Linked DNA regions of Mus musculus: region 2 is linked to region 1. The links are chromatin contacts, called in public Hi-C maps. All regions are on one chromosome and are shown on one strand. The core of a region is the stretch at or near the end of the contact, and the rest is flanking DNA. Distances in the headings are between cores, read along the strand shown.

Region 1 (6,850 bases), core at 2,313-4,812:
CAAGCTTCATATCTGACAGGTAACAAAGATTTCCCAACAAAAAACAAAGATTTCCCAACAAAATGATCGAGAACCATCAAGGCCAGCTGCCTGGCCCCAACCTGTCCTCTGCACCACACTGCCCTCTCCTGGACACATATGGAAACAACCACTGGGAGGCATTTGATTTGTGGGAGTCTTGCCTAATGAAGGCTTCCTTGGGGACTAGTCATAAGTGTTGTCTCCAAGCTGTCTCTCTGCAGACTTCCCTCCCTCCTGTACTCCTTCTTGCTTACTGGAACCCCAGTTTCCCTCTCTGAAGTATGAGAAGAAGATAAACGACGCCGGAAGCTGGTAAGAAAGAACACAGAGGCCAGGTTGGGCTGAGGGAGGACCTGCCTGTGCCTGAACTCTTAGCTAGAAGACGCCCCCTCCACACCCCCCACCAACAACAGTGCAACAAGAAAACCCAAAGCTCTTTGATGTATGAAGCTCTGACATCACAGGCCTTAAAAGAGTCCCGCAAAGCTCAAAGCTTCCATTCTTCAGGGTAACAATTTCCATGTATTCATCTCAGAAACTGCAAGGATCAAAAACAAAAAACAAAAAAAACAAAAAAAAAAACAAAACAAAACAAAAAAAAACAAAACAAAACAAAAAAACCTCCCAGTGCCTTCAGGAGCCAGAGACCTAAATGGGTTAAGAGATCAGTGAGAGTGAGTGGGTGGGAGCCATGGACTCTAGAGGCGACAGTTTGCTACAAGCTTTGTTTCCCCAGCTCCCAGCATTCCCAGCACTGTGGCCAATTGTTACGTCCCAAGTGGAAAGATTTGAAAGTACTTCAAACCTTACACCAACGCCATGAAGTAAGTAGGTGTCGCCGGCTTCACATCCATTTGTTAAGTGGGGAGACCCAGGCATAGAATACAAGAAGTGTTTCCACGGGCAGACAGATTGGTAGGGGTGTGGCTGGAGTTTGAACACAGAACCCAATTTCCTAACTGCCAATATGGGGTACACAGGATGAGCTTGAAGGCTCGGATCCCGGGTGCATTTTAGGAAACAAATTTTTTATCAGAGACAACCCATTCCCCTGGCCAATCCCCTGAGCTGTACAACATGTGTCCCACCCAGGGTGTGACATTTAACACATGCACAATTTGAGAGGTTATCACCGAATACTAATATCCCAATTTGGCTTACCGGTCTAAAAGTCTCTCTGCCTGACCTTCCAGGCTAGATGGATTGGGGAAGAAGAAAGCTCCTTAGAGCCAATGTTCCAAAGATTCATATGAACAGACCTCTTCATCATTAGGTTCTCAAAGGGAACTAATTAGGGGTGTGTGTGTGTGTGTGTGTGTGTGTGTGTGTGTGTGTGTGTGTGTGCTGTAAAGGTGTTTATAGCACAGAAAAGTGCACGTGTAGGTCTCTTCAAATAGTAGCCTTGGGGCTGTATGTAATGATGCCCTAGCTCACACCAGAGTTTAAATCATACCATTCCTGTGATCCCAGGATCAGACACTAGATGGCACCACATTCTCCCCTGATGCTGAACCACATACCTCCTAACAGAAAAAATTCAGTAGCTTGAGCAGCCTTGGATTTTTTTCCTGATGGGTCTGTACCATCTCAAGGTGAAGAGACTTCGTCCACTTCATATCAATAAGTAAGGGGGTGCTGTGTGTCAGTCTCTGGTGGGAACAGAGGCTTGGTTCAGACAAAAGCCACTCACCTCCCCCCACCCCCAGGGATACGGCCAATCTCTACCCCTCCTCCTCACCTATACAGCCCTCCTCCATTCTCCCCAACCCTCCAGCCCTCCTCCCCAGCCCTCCTCCATTCTCCCCAACCCTCCAGCCCTCCTCCCCAGCCCTCCTCCATCCTCCCCAGCCCTCCTCCATTCTCCCCAGCCCTCCAGCCCTCCTCCATCCTCCCCAGCCCTCCTCCATTCTCCCCAGCCCTCCAGCCCTCCTCCATCCTCCCCAGCCCTCCTCCATTCTCCCCAGCCCTCCAGCCCTCCTCCCCAGTCCTACCCTCAGGAAGTTCCCCAAGAATCAGGACAGGCTACAGAGTCAAGGAGAGTTGAAGGTGAGAAAGACTGTGGAGCTCAGAAAAGGGGCAAGTTACCCAGAGCAGCACAGCCTGTCAGACCAGCACCCTCATCCAGTGTCCTCCATCCTGACCTTATAATTCTACCTCGGAACTCCTCTCCCCATGAGAGCCAATTAAGAAAATGAGAGGTTGGAACTTTCTAAATATCGGTGTTTCTAAGACTGACTCCATGCGAGCACATGGCCTAAGACAGGGGAAGCTGCACCCAGTGTGCAACCATCACTTTCCACAGAACATGACCAAGTACCCCAGCACAGGTGGCTCTGCCCTCACCACAGGCCCATTGCCCAATCGGCCTTGCTCAGGGTGTCAGGAACCAACACGCTCGCCTGGCACAGCCTAGAGGAAGTGCCACACCTTTTGCAGCAGCTCTGATCCTTCACTTGCTGCCCGGCGCTTCCAATCGTTACTTAGGCTGGCACGGGGCCAAGACAAGTAACCAGGGAGGAGGAACAAGGCCCTGTCTTGTCTCCTGAACCAGTTGGTCTGAGCAGTTTGGGTGAACAACTTCCTCTCTCTGAGGCTGTCTCCCCATCTGGGGAAAAAAAAAAGACGAAGGTTTAATTTGAGCCCCTTTAATCTTTACTATGCAAGGCCTGTTTGTTGCATGGTCTGTCCCTATCAGAATTATTCACGTTGATTGATCGTGATTACAGGCCCACAGGGACTGGTGGTGAGTCGGTTATCATGGGCTTTCTGATTTACACTATCGTATGTCTGATGCGTGAGTTTTCTCCCTGTGTTTCTTCTCCTTACAAAAAGTGACCATAGGGCCAACTGTCTTGATATGCTCCTTTGATCCCAGGACCAGTCTGAGGCAGGAGAATACTGTTAGTTCAAGACCAGCCTGAGGCTGCATAGTAAGATCCTGCAACACCACACACACACACACACACACACACACACACACAATCACACACACACACAATCACACACCCTTTAACTGGGAAATTTCCCTCACATACAAAAAGGGTCATGGAGTTAATTAAGGGCTGGAGAGATGGCTCGGCTGCTCGGCTGTTAGGAACACTTGCTGCTCTTGCAGAGGACCCAGGTTCCATTGCCAGCACCTATGTTGGACAGGTCACAACTATCCACAGCTCCAATTCCAGGGAATCTGACACCTTATTCGGACCTCTGAAGGCCTGGACATGTGTCAGATGCACACAGACACACACACACACGTAGAGCTCCAAGTAAGCTCAGCCTGCTTTCTTATAGAGCTCTAAGTAAATACAAGTGTTCTTTGCTTAGCACAGCACAGTTAGACACTGATGTACTCACTAACTGAAAAATACATAGGTGAATAGAGTTTTGCTTTCAGTCTTCCATTTTTATAGCACATCATTGGGAGGGGGGGACTTGGTTCACCACTTACTATGACCAGGAAATGTTCTGAACAAAGTACTTAGCCTCCTTGGAGCCTTCACCTATCAAGAAACGGGGCAGGGTGGGGCAGGGTGGGTTGCTAAACATAGTGCCTCCCTGTGTGGCTGTCATAAAGCCTTTAGAAGAATGACTGTGCATACTCAGTACTCAGGAAGTGTTAGTTACTTGGTACGCCTCCTAGAACCAAGCATGGTAACTTCTCTGCAGATACAGAGATGAAAGACCCAAACACGGAGGGTGCCATCCAGCAAGAAAGCAGTCATGCAAGCCATTGTAGCACAGAGGGAAGAGGCTTTCCGACCAGCAGCCTGGAGGGTGGGGTCCTGGGTGGAGCATTCAAGTCGGCTTAGGGTTCAGGTTCAGAGATGGAGCAGTCTGATTAGGAAAGGAGGAAGATGCTGGAGATGTCATAACAGAGGAAAACAGCCTCATGAGATCCCCAGGAGCTGATGGCAGGAGCCAGCCAGAGGTAGGCATGGAAGATATAGTGGGAAGGGGACACAGACAGACAGACAGACACTTGGGAAAGGCTGTGCTTGTGATCTATGGGGGAGTCCCCAAAGACAAGCCAGAGACAGGAAGGGCAGTGAGGCACAAACACCTGTCTTCATTTCTTCCGGCCATTTCCTGTTTCCCCACTGGACCAGGATTACAGTGAAGGCAGGACTCCATCTGTCTTGCTGTCTGTCTCCTTCATGTGCAGCAGAGTGGTGTTCCGCAGTATCATGAGCCATGAACCAGGCTGCTGGTGATTAGCCTCCGATCCCCAGTTATGGGGGTAAAGAGGAGGCTGGGAAGAGAGGGTGGTGGTGTGTTAAGGCTTTATCCCCCGTGATGTGGAAAGGGAGAGTGTCCTAGTTAGGGTGAGCATTGCTATGATAAAACACCACGGTCAAAAAGCAAATGGGAAGAAAAGGATTTATTTCAATCACAGTTCTGTATCAACTGTACATCGTCAAAAGCAGTGAGGGCAGGAACTCAGACAGGGCAGGAACCTGGAGGCAGGAGCTGATGCAGGGGCCGTGGAGGGGTCCTGCTTACTGGCTTGCTCTGTATGGCTTGCTCAGCCTGCTTTCTTTTCTTTTTTTCTTCCTTTCTTTCTTTTCTTTTTCTTTTTCTTTTTCTTTTTCTTTTTTGAGACAGGGTTTCTCTGTGTAGTCTTGGCTGGGCAGTGGTGGCGCATGCCTTTAATCCCAGCACTTGGGAGGCAGAGGCAGGTGGATTTCTGAGTTCGAGGCCAGCCTGGTCTACAGAGTGAGTTCCAGGTCAACCTGCTTTCTTATAGAACCCAGGGCTACCAGGCCAGGAATGGTACCACCTGCCATGGACCACCCCATTTGGGTATGGGGTCCCTGGAATGAGGGTCCTCAAAGCTAGGTGGGTAAGAGTTTGGCAGTGACAAACAGAAACATAGAGGCAGTTTGAATCTGAGTGTATTTTGCAGCTCCCAAGCAGGGGATTTTATATATTAAAAAACCAAACATTACATCTCTTAGAAACTATATCCAATGAAACAATCACAGATACCAAAAAAAAATCATTTGGCACAGTAAAGCACAAAAGTTATCCAAGCATTACAACTCTGAAACTATGTATTTAGTGAACCACAAACAAAACAGGTAACATCATTATAAATCATCAAAATATAACAATTCTAAAAGGATGTATTCAGTGGGCGCTGTCATCCAAGGCTTGTGGCATATTTCCAGGAGCAGGTTAATAAATCTTTAACGGTCAGTGCCCTTAACCACTGAACTAACTTTCCAGCCCCATGGTCAATTATTATTTAATATCCAGTGCCTGATTTTTTTATAAATCTTCAATGTATAAATTTAAACTATTGTAATTCTTTCTAATTAAGGCTTTCTTTACCATATACCAAAATCCATCTCTGATGACACACATGTATCCATATGAGATTTTATTGTTGGGAAAGTTTTTATCTATCATAATAGCTTTGTAAATGATTTAGAAAGTAAAGCGTTGGTTTCCCTGGGGATAAGGTCATGTTAGTGACCCCCATCTCTAGGGATGGTTTCTTACCCATTATTCTCACTTAAGATCTTGGCCTAGGCTGCCAGGAACGTGTAAATAAGAAAAGGAATAAGAGAAAACAAAACAGATAGATTGTCATAAGAACTACGGCTCAATATTTTTTTCTCCGGCGAAGAGTTCCACAACCGGTTCCAGGAGGCCTCCTCCTTTTGAGGTTGATCACCTTGGTCTGTCACACAGCTCCTACTGGAGGTGGTGTGGCAACCACCCACAATGAGCTGCCCCACCCCATCAATCACTAAGAAAATGCCCTACAGATTTGCCTACAGTCTGATCTTATGGAAGCATTTTTTTCAAACGAGGCTCCCTCCTTTCTGATGACTGTAGCTTGTGTCCAGTGGATATAAAACTACCCAGCACGGGAAGGAAAGAGGTGGGAATCTTGGAACTCCTGAGCTTTGGCTTAACTGTTGTGAGGATTCCTGATCCTCCATTTAGAAATGGGGGATGAGAACTTGGATCTGCTAACAAGTGAGGTGAATGGAAGAAGGGCCTCTGGGTATCAGTGGAAAACCTGATCATCGTCTTTAGAAGCCTGGCCTGCACAGAGTTGTGGGGAGGAATACTATGCAGATATCAAACGATACAGACACATACACATAAAAAAAGGGGTGGGGGGCTGGAGAGATGACTCAGCAGGTAAGAGCAAGTGTTGCTCTTGCTGAGGACCCAGGTTCCATTCCTAGCATGGGCGCGGCAGCTCACAGCCATCCATGACTCCAGATCCCGGCTATCCAAAGCCTTCCTTCTCTTGACTTCCACTGGCACCAGCCGCCCATATGATCTATATAAACGTATGCAGGCAAATGATTCGCATACATAAGATTTAAAAATATAAATAAATCTCTAAAAAGAACAGGAAATGACGTTGCACCATGTATGCTGGCTTAGTGTATTTGCTCATCATAATTCTTGTAAAAATTACTGAGTTGGGGCTTATATATATATCTTATATCTTTTAACCTATAGCTACCTCCTTCCATATTTGTTCCCCATAGGTGGAAATAAATGCCTAGCGCCATACAAGTATAATTTTGCCCTTGGATTTGTAACTTAGAAATTATCCGGTCCAGTGCTTCGCAAACTGAGAGCCCCAAGCCATCAATAGAACAATGACAGAGACCGACTGGAAATGGAGATCTGCGAGCATCCGCATCTGTATTGGTCAGGCTCTGGCAGAGCCTCTCAGGGGACAGCCATACCAGGCTCCTGCTAACAAGAACTTCTTGGCATCAGCAATAGTGTCTGGGTTTGGTGTCTGCATGTGGGATGGATCCCCAGGTGGGGCAGCCTCTGGATGGCCTTTCCTTCAGTC
Region 2 (6,850 bases), core at 1,700-4,199, 74 kb after region 1:
TCAAAACACATGTCCTTGAACCAACCTGTTCTGTCCCTTGCCATAGAACTTCAGCTGTTGAAGAAAGAGCAATGCTGTTACCTTATCCCTAAAATATAGAGCTGTATTGAAGGCAATCTAATAAATGATAGATCTTCTTAGGACAGAAGTTTTTGAAGTTATTGAAAGATATTCTGGGAGCTGGTGAGATGGCTCAGTGGTTAAGAGTACCGACTGCTCTTCAGAAGGTCCTGAGTTCAAATCCTAGCAACCACATGGTGGCTCACAACCATCCATAATGTAATCTGATGCCCTCTTCTGGAGTGTCTGAAGACAGCTACAGTATACTTACATATAATAAATAAATAAATAAATAAATAAATAAATAAATCTTTTTTTTTTAAAGAAAGATATGCTAAGGAAACATTTTAGAGGTTAGGGGGAAATCAATATAAATCTATAAATTAAAAAATGTATTTTATATGGTGCAGATTGGATATTTTTAAATATTTATATTAGTGTGTGTGTAGGTCTATGCGTGTGTGTGTGTGTGTGTGTATGAACATTTGTGTGCATTGAGGCCACCAGGGGGAATCTGATTCCTTGGAGCTGAGTTACAGGCATGTGTGGAACCCCTCTCTTGTTAAGAAGGTTCTGATATCTAGCTTCCGGTCCTCATGATTGCACAAGTGCTTACAACCACTAAACCCAGTGTTCTCTACTGTGTGAAACCAATACCATGCTTTGAACAGGGAAAACATGCTAAAAGATTAATCATGGGTCTAAGGATAAGATATGTTGTGGGTTTTTTTTTGTTTTGTTTTGTTTTTGTTTTTTGGGGGGAGGGGTTGTTTTTTCGAGACAGGGTTTCTCTGTATAGCGCTGGCTGTCCTGGAACTCACTCTGTAAACCAGGCTGGCCTCAAACTCAGAAATTCTGGGTTTTTTAAAAATGCATTTTCTAAGAAGTCTATTGTGAACATGTGTCTTGTAATGCTTATTTTAAAATAGTCCATTTCGTTGCTGCAGCCTTGCTGGTCAAGTGAAGCGTGTTGTCCACCAGGCCTTCTGGGATGTCTTGGAAGCAGATCTCAGTGCTGAGCCTCCTCAGTATGAATATGCCATCAAACTGTTTGAAGAAATCAGAGAGGCAAGTCGGTGTTTATACCATCAACACCTTAACTCGCTGGGGTAACGTAATGGGTACCAGAAATGGATAGCTTATAAAAGGTACAAGTTCCTCACAATCTTAGAGACTGAGATGTCTGAGACTAAGACATCAGCAGATTTGCTGCCTCATGAAGGCCTATTTCACAGGAGAATCCTTACATGACAATGACTCTACTCTGATTACATAGTTACCTCAGAATTGGGTTTTGGCATGTGAGTGTGAGTGTGTGTGAGTGTGAGTGTGAGTGTGTGCCCACAGTACACTGTAGCAGTTGTGTTTCCTCTCCCAGAGACTGTGTGCTACCTTGGTATCATCCCTCATTTTAAAAGACTGAGTAGTCAGATCCCAGTAGACTCCTTGGTGACTCTCTCTCGTTAGGTAGAATCTAGGAAATCAAGGCAGCAGACAGAACTCAGGGCAGTGCTTTAGTACACACTGAGACCTAAGAGTTAGACCTGGGCTAGTAATGAGCTCACCCTCTGAAAATGTCCGTGTCTTGAGTGTTTACAGGATAGTTGTGAGAACTAAACAAGAAGGTGGCAGTTCTTTTCAGTGGCTGTTTACGAGACGCTTGCTCTTTAGCATGCACTGCAGGACTATTATTATGTACATAGTGCTCTAACTTACCCAGATCAGAAGGGTCAGGCTCAGAGCTTTTTGTGTTCCCAGCCATTACTGTGTATGTGAGCTCAGAGTCCACCATACTAAGAGTACTCAGTTAAGCACTGGCTTGTGTAGTATTTGTACACAAACTATTCTTCATGGACTTCACGTGGGGGTTCGGAGAGTCATCTGCTCTTGAGTGGTTTTGGAGCCATGATGTGCAGCCTCACTGAAGGCTTTTTGGAGGTGTCCAGTTTTCCTCCTGAAACGTCAGTCATTCTGAAGAGCCGTGGCTTTTGTTTCAGCCGATTGAACTTTCTTCTCCGGGTTGAGGCACTGCACGTGTCTGATGTCCTTGCAGGCAGAGGCATAGCTTGTGGCATTGGGGACGGTGCAGTGTGAGCGGGGAGCGTCCTCCTCTGGGACAGGGCCGCCGCTGACTCTTCTTTCCCTGTGCAGATTCTTCTCTCTTTCCTCACGCCTGGCGGGAACAGACTTCACAGCCAGATCTGTGAGGTTCTGGACATCGACCTCATTAGACAGCAGGCCGAGCACAGTGCTGTCGACATCCAAGGTCTGGCCAACTATGTCATCACCACCATGGGGAAGATATGTGCTCCTGTGAGAGATGAAGACATCCGAGAGCTGAAAGCTACCACCAACATCGTGGAGATGCTGAGGTTAGCCCTTTTGCTGTGTGCGTTTTCTTAGTGGCTTCAGATTCTTTCAAGAGACTGGGAGTAATGGGAAATAGATAACTGGCCTTGCAAAGGAGCTTGTGATGCCAAGGGAAAAACAGAAACGGGAGCCGGTCAGTCCTTGACACTGTGTGTTGAGTTTTCTAGTGAGGTAGTTATTCTGCATGCAGTGGGCCTTGAGGATATAGTAATAAAATCAGAATTCCTGGCCCCAGGGGGTTAGGATGAAGGGAAGAGACAGACCTTGACCAATGACCTATGCTGATTAGACAGTTGTTTCTGGTGCTGTGGAAGGAATCATAGAGGGTGGAGCTTCCAGGAAAGGTATCCTAATATAGTCAGGGTTAGAGGAGGTCATGGCATTGTTAAGAGCCATTAGCTGCTATTGAATTCTCATGATTTCACCAATAAGAATCTGCTGGTGCTGGTGTCTCTCTCTAGGATTATTGGTCAGGCACTGTCCACTTGCCTTTGGGGAACCCAGAGCTCCTCTGTCCTTGGCTGCCCTCACCCTGCTTGTGATATTTTCTCATCCAGCTGCAAGTGGAAAGACTGGGACATCAGTGTGTAAACTCAGCCTCAAGAGGGCATATGCCCTTGACTTTGACTAGCCACACGGCCCCACCCAGATTGAAGGCCCACCCATAGCCTCATATCTGCCAGGGTATTGGTAGTCAGCTATCCAGGTCTGCTACAGTGTCTCCAGGTTTTTGAGGCTCACATTAATGTGTGAGAAGCTTGTCTAACTCTGTAGACAGTAACTTCCTTATGATTCCAGAGGACATACTGTGAACTGCTTATTGCCATCGATAGGATTTTTTTTTGTTTTATGAATACAAGTCATATTGAGGACTGAGTTTTGTGTAACAGTTTTAGAAAGCAGAGGAATGGAAACTGGTCTGTATATAGAAGGTAATTTTATTTGTAGCCCATAGCAAGTTGACAGTTTCTCAAGGTGACACTTCACCTGTCTATAAAATGGGCTTTTTATATCTTTAGTATTGTGCTGAGTTCTGGAAGATTGTAGAAGCTCTGCTTCCAGTTACCTATATGATGTCAGATCTTCAGTGTTTATCTTGGTCGTGGTCACCTACTGGATGCCACATGTTTTTGATCCCTGAGTTTAAAGTTGCTTGCATAAGCATGGGTGGAGTCTCACCAGAAGCTACAATCACTGAAGAAAATGCCAGCTCCTCTCCTGGCACCCATTAACTGCTAGTAGTTCCTGAGCAGGGATGGGGCTTCATGATGTCTTCTCTACCCATTCTGGAATGTTGAAGGACCCAGTCTTGTACCCTTCACTTGCTGTGTCTGAGAGTAGCACTAATCTATTAACATAAACATACATATTTAAAAGGAAGTTTGACAGTATGTGTATTTAAGCAACAGTAACTATCCCCTATGGCCTATGACCTTCCGAATAATAGGATCTTTGACTTAGCATATAGTACCAAGTGTGTATTCCCTCCTGTGAAGAGGCCTTAAATCCAATCCGAAGGTAGTTGGTTCACAATAATAGTCCTGCCACTGTTGCCCAGCAGGTCTGTACTGTAGCACACAGGGTTCACAGCTGGATTAAATCGCTGATGACTGTTTCCACCAGCAGCCTGGCTAGCATCTTCTAACACAGTAACACTGACAGCCAGGGCAGCAGCCAGCTTAGGTCCAGCTTGATTCCTCTGTCTGACAAAGTACATAGAGTCTTACTGTCTAATTCTAGTGAACACCCAAGAGCAGTGTTGTATGGGGGAAATTTTGAGCCTCTCTGGGCACCAACTCAGAGGGAGATGACTTACTCCTGACAGTCGGATTTTAGCTTTAAAGACCCACAACTTCTAGGAGCAGCATTACCCGCTCGTGTAGGATTTCTGCATTACAAGCTTTTTAAAAATAGGGGCTTTTTAGTTAGTGTATAAAGCAGTGAGTTTTTATATGGATCTTTAATACGTCTTTTGTCTCTGGTACACAATACATCTTTTGTCTCTGTTTTACACACACACACACACACACACACACACACACTCCCTGGCTCCTTCCCTTTTAAACCTTTCACACTTCATATATTTAATACATCTTTTCTCTCTGTTACACAATGCATCTTTTGTCTCTGTTACACACACACACACACACACACACACACACACACACACACACACTCCTGGCTCCTTCCCTTTTAAACCTTTCACACATCATAGTTCTTCCTCCTCAACTGTCATGGTCTGTATGTTTTGCTTCTCACCCTCTTAAGGCCGTCTTCAACCTCCTGGCCTTTTTCTTGTTTCTTGTTTACAGACACCTATACAACACAAACACATGAATCTGCAAAGGTCTAAGCTCAGATCATCCCCTGAGCGAACACATGATGGTTGTCCTTCTGGACCTGTGTCACTTCACTCAGTAAGACGCTTTCCCATTCCATGCATCTTCTGTGTATTTCATAACTGCATTTCTAAACACTTGAATAAAATGCCATATTTATAAGCCAGCATCTCTCAACCTGGGGGTGGCACCCCTTGGGGTCAAATGACCCTTTCACAGTGGTCACCTAAGGCCATCAGAAAATACAAATGTTTACATTATTATTCATAACAATAGCAAAATAATAGTTATAAAGTAGCAATGGAAATAATCTTATGGTTGGGGGATCACCACAACGTGAGGATCTGTATTAGAAGGTCTTAGCATTAGGAAAGTTGAGAACCACTGATCTGAGTAGACTACATTTTCTTTATCCACTCATTAGTTGGCAGATCTATAAGGTGGTTGCATCCTGGCTCTTATGTATAGAGCAGCGATGAACACCAGTGCTCCTAAGCATCAGTTTTCGTTATCTCCCTACCATTCTAACCCCCTTCCCAGGGGATGTCCTCTTCTTTTGGTCCTGAGCAACAGAGGTGCAAAGAGATTGAGGAATTGTCCATGGCCATAGTTCTGGTCAGTTGGAAAGCTGGATCTGAGCACAGGACCGCAGAGCCTGAAAAGCAGCTTCCCTTGGTGGCCCACAGCCCTGTCCTTTCATTTACGGAGGTGTTTTTCTTCTTTCTGCAGTATTATAGCCCTGTGCACTGTGTTCAGGCTCTTTAGAAGCACAACAGATTTTCAGGGGTGGGTGAGCTGCCAGGGTTATCAATATTTGCCACAGTAGATGCTCATACACATGAATAAGACTTCCTTGAAAAATGGCCCTGGTAAATGACTGTTGATGCCTTAGACACTGAAAATGTGTTTTCAAGAGGATTATCCAGTCTGTGACACATAGGTAGTTGTCAGTTTCAACGTAACTTCTCAACCACTTCTTTGTTTCAATTCTAAAATTTGTAGACAAATCTTCCGTGTCTTGGACCTCATGAGAATGGACATGATGAATTTTGTCATTAGGAATATTAGACCTCACATCCAGCATCATTTGGTGGAATATGAGAGAAACAAATTCCAGGAAGTTGTAGAAGAAACTCCAAGTATGTATAATATGTATAATATGTACTTATGTCAAAATTGGTTCGAAATACGGTGCTGTAACTTTGCCTATACATGTTGTGTTACTAAAGAACTTTGGCTCTCCTGTTAGTGTTAAACATGTCTGAATCCTCTTCAAAGTTGACATTGCAAACTTCTAGTTGTTTATTCTGTCTCAGAAAATGTGCTGAGAACATCTTCATTTTCCATTTATTCCAAATATCTATTGAGAATGTGCTATACCCTTTTGGGAAGGCATGGCGAACAAGCATAAACTGTCAGATGTAATATTGTGGGACAAACAGTAACAGGACAGGAGCTGAAGGTGTTCATAGACGGGATGAGGCAAGGCTTCTTTTAGTCCGTAACATTTGAGCAAAGCTTGCTAAGAACTATAGAAGGGGTATTCACAGGTTTAGGGAAAGGACATTCTGGCCACAGGGAGCTGCAAGAGCAGAGACCCTGAAGCAGAGACTTGCTTTCATGTTTTGTGTGTACAAGGTAGATGTGACCAAAGGAAAATTGGTAAGGGAAGAGGGAGGGGCGATGGGCTGAGAGGGAAGAGAGTCACTGGAGAATCTTGGTCAGGGAAGCAGCGTGTGATTTTTTACTGTGTGTTTCCTGCATGGGAAGTAGACTGTGTAAGAGCAAAGAGGGTACCAGCTGTCAGCTAGATAGTCATGGAGTCTCTCAGACAAGAAGAGGGGGGCTTATTCCAGATAGTAGTGATGGAGGAGTAAGGTTGAGTTCTGAGTATGTCCTGATGTCCTGAAGATGGAGATCGCCTAGTGAAGGTTGGATGAGGGAAAATGGCGGCACTGAGGACAACTCAGTGAACATGCTTAGACCAAGCATTGGCTCAGTGGTGGGAAAGGGGAAACCTGTGAAGGAAAGGTGGGAGTTTTAGAGCCATAAACTTTAAGATATTGTCTGACACTAGTGTG

What was found. A called contact is a pair of places that touch in the nucleus more often than the background predicts.
Region 2: a contact with region 1 is called in a Hi-C map of cardiomyocytes, with 2.3 times the contacts expected there. The contact joins the enhancer-like site here to the promoter of E230014E18Rik in region 1. A contact is called at or near these places in 3 of 39 promoter capture datasets (hematopoietic stem and progenitor cells and liver), 3 of 15 datasets of contacts at CTCF or cohesin (CD8 T cells, embryonic stem cells and pro-B cells), 29 of 484 Hi-C or Micro-C datasets (the BV-2 cell line, CD4 T cells, CD8 T cells and 18 more), 4 of 115 datasets of contacts at active chromatin or transcription factors (the HPC-7 cell line, PVALB interneurons and embryonic stem cells) and 3 of 9 other capture datasets (adipose tissue, embryonic stem cells and liver).

Annotation. Positions count from the first base shown.
Region 1 is chr10:84,514,141-84,520,990 of GRCm38.p6, forward strand. It overlaps E230014E18Rik (a long non-coding RNA gene), which reads left to right and starts at 3,563. Exons shown (of 2, transcript XR_003948929.1): 1 at 3,563-3,949; 2 at 6,534-6,850. It overlaps Gm34405 (a long non-coding RNA gene), which reads right to left and starts at 3,522. Exons shown (of 4, transcript XR_380642.4): 1 at 2,176-3,522; 2 at 1,542-1,670.
Region 2 is chr10:84,588,877-84,595,726 of GRCm38.p6, forward strand. Tcp11l2 (t-complex 11 (mouse) like 2) reads left to right here. Exons shown (of 10, transcript NM_146008.2): 4 at 1,008-1,128; 5 at 2,212-2,432; 6 at 5,772-5,908. Among named protein-coding and RNA genes, the nearest start is that of Tcp11l2, 15 kb to the left of the region's middle. Within about 2 kb of position 2,950, at least 9 of the 459 cell types and tissues checked have an H3K27ac peak or open chromatin away from gene starts, as enhancers often do. A contact at or near this core is called in cardiomyocytes, where this site is marked.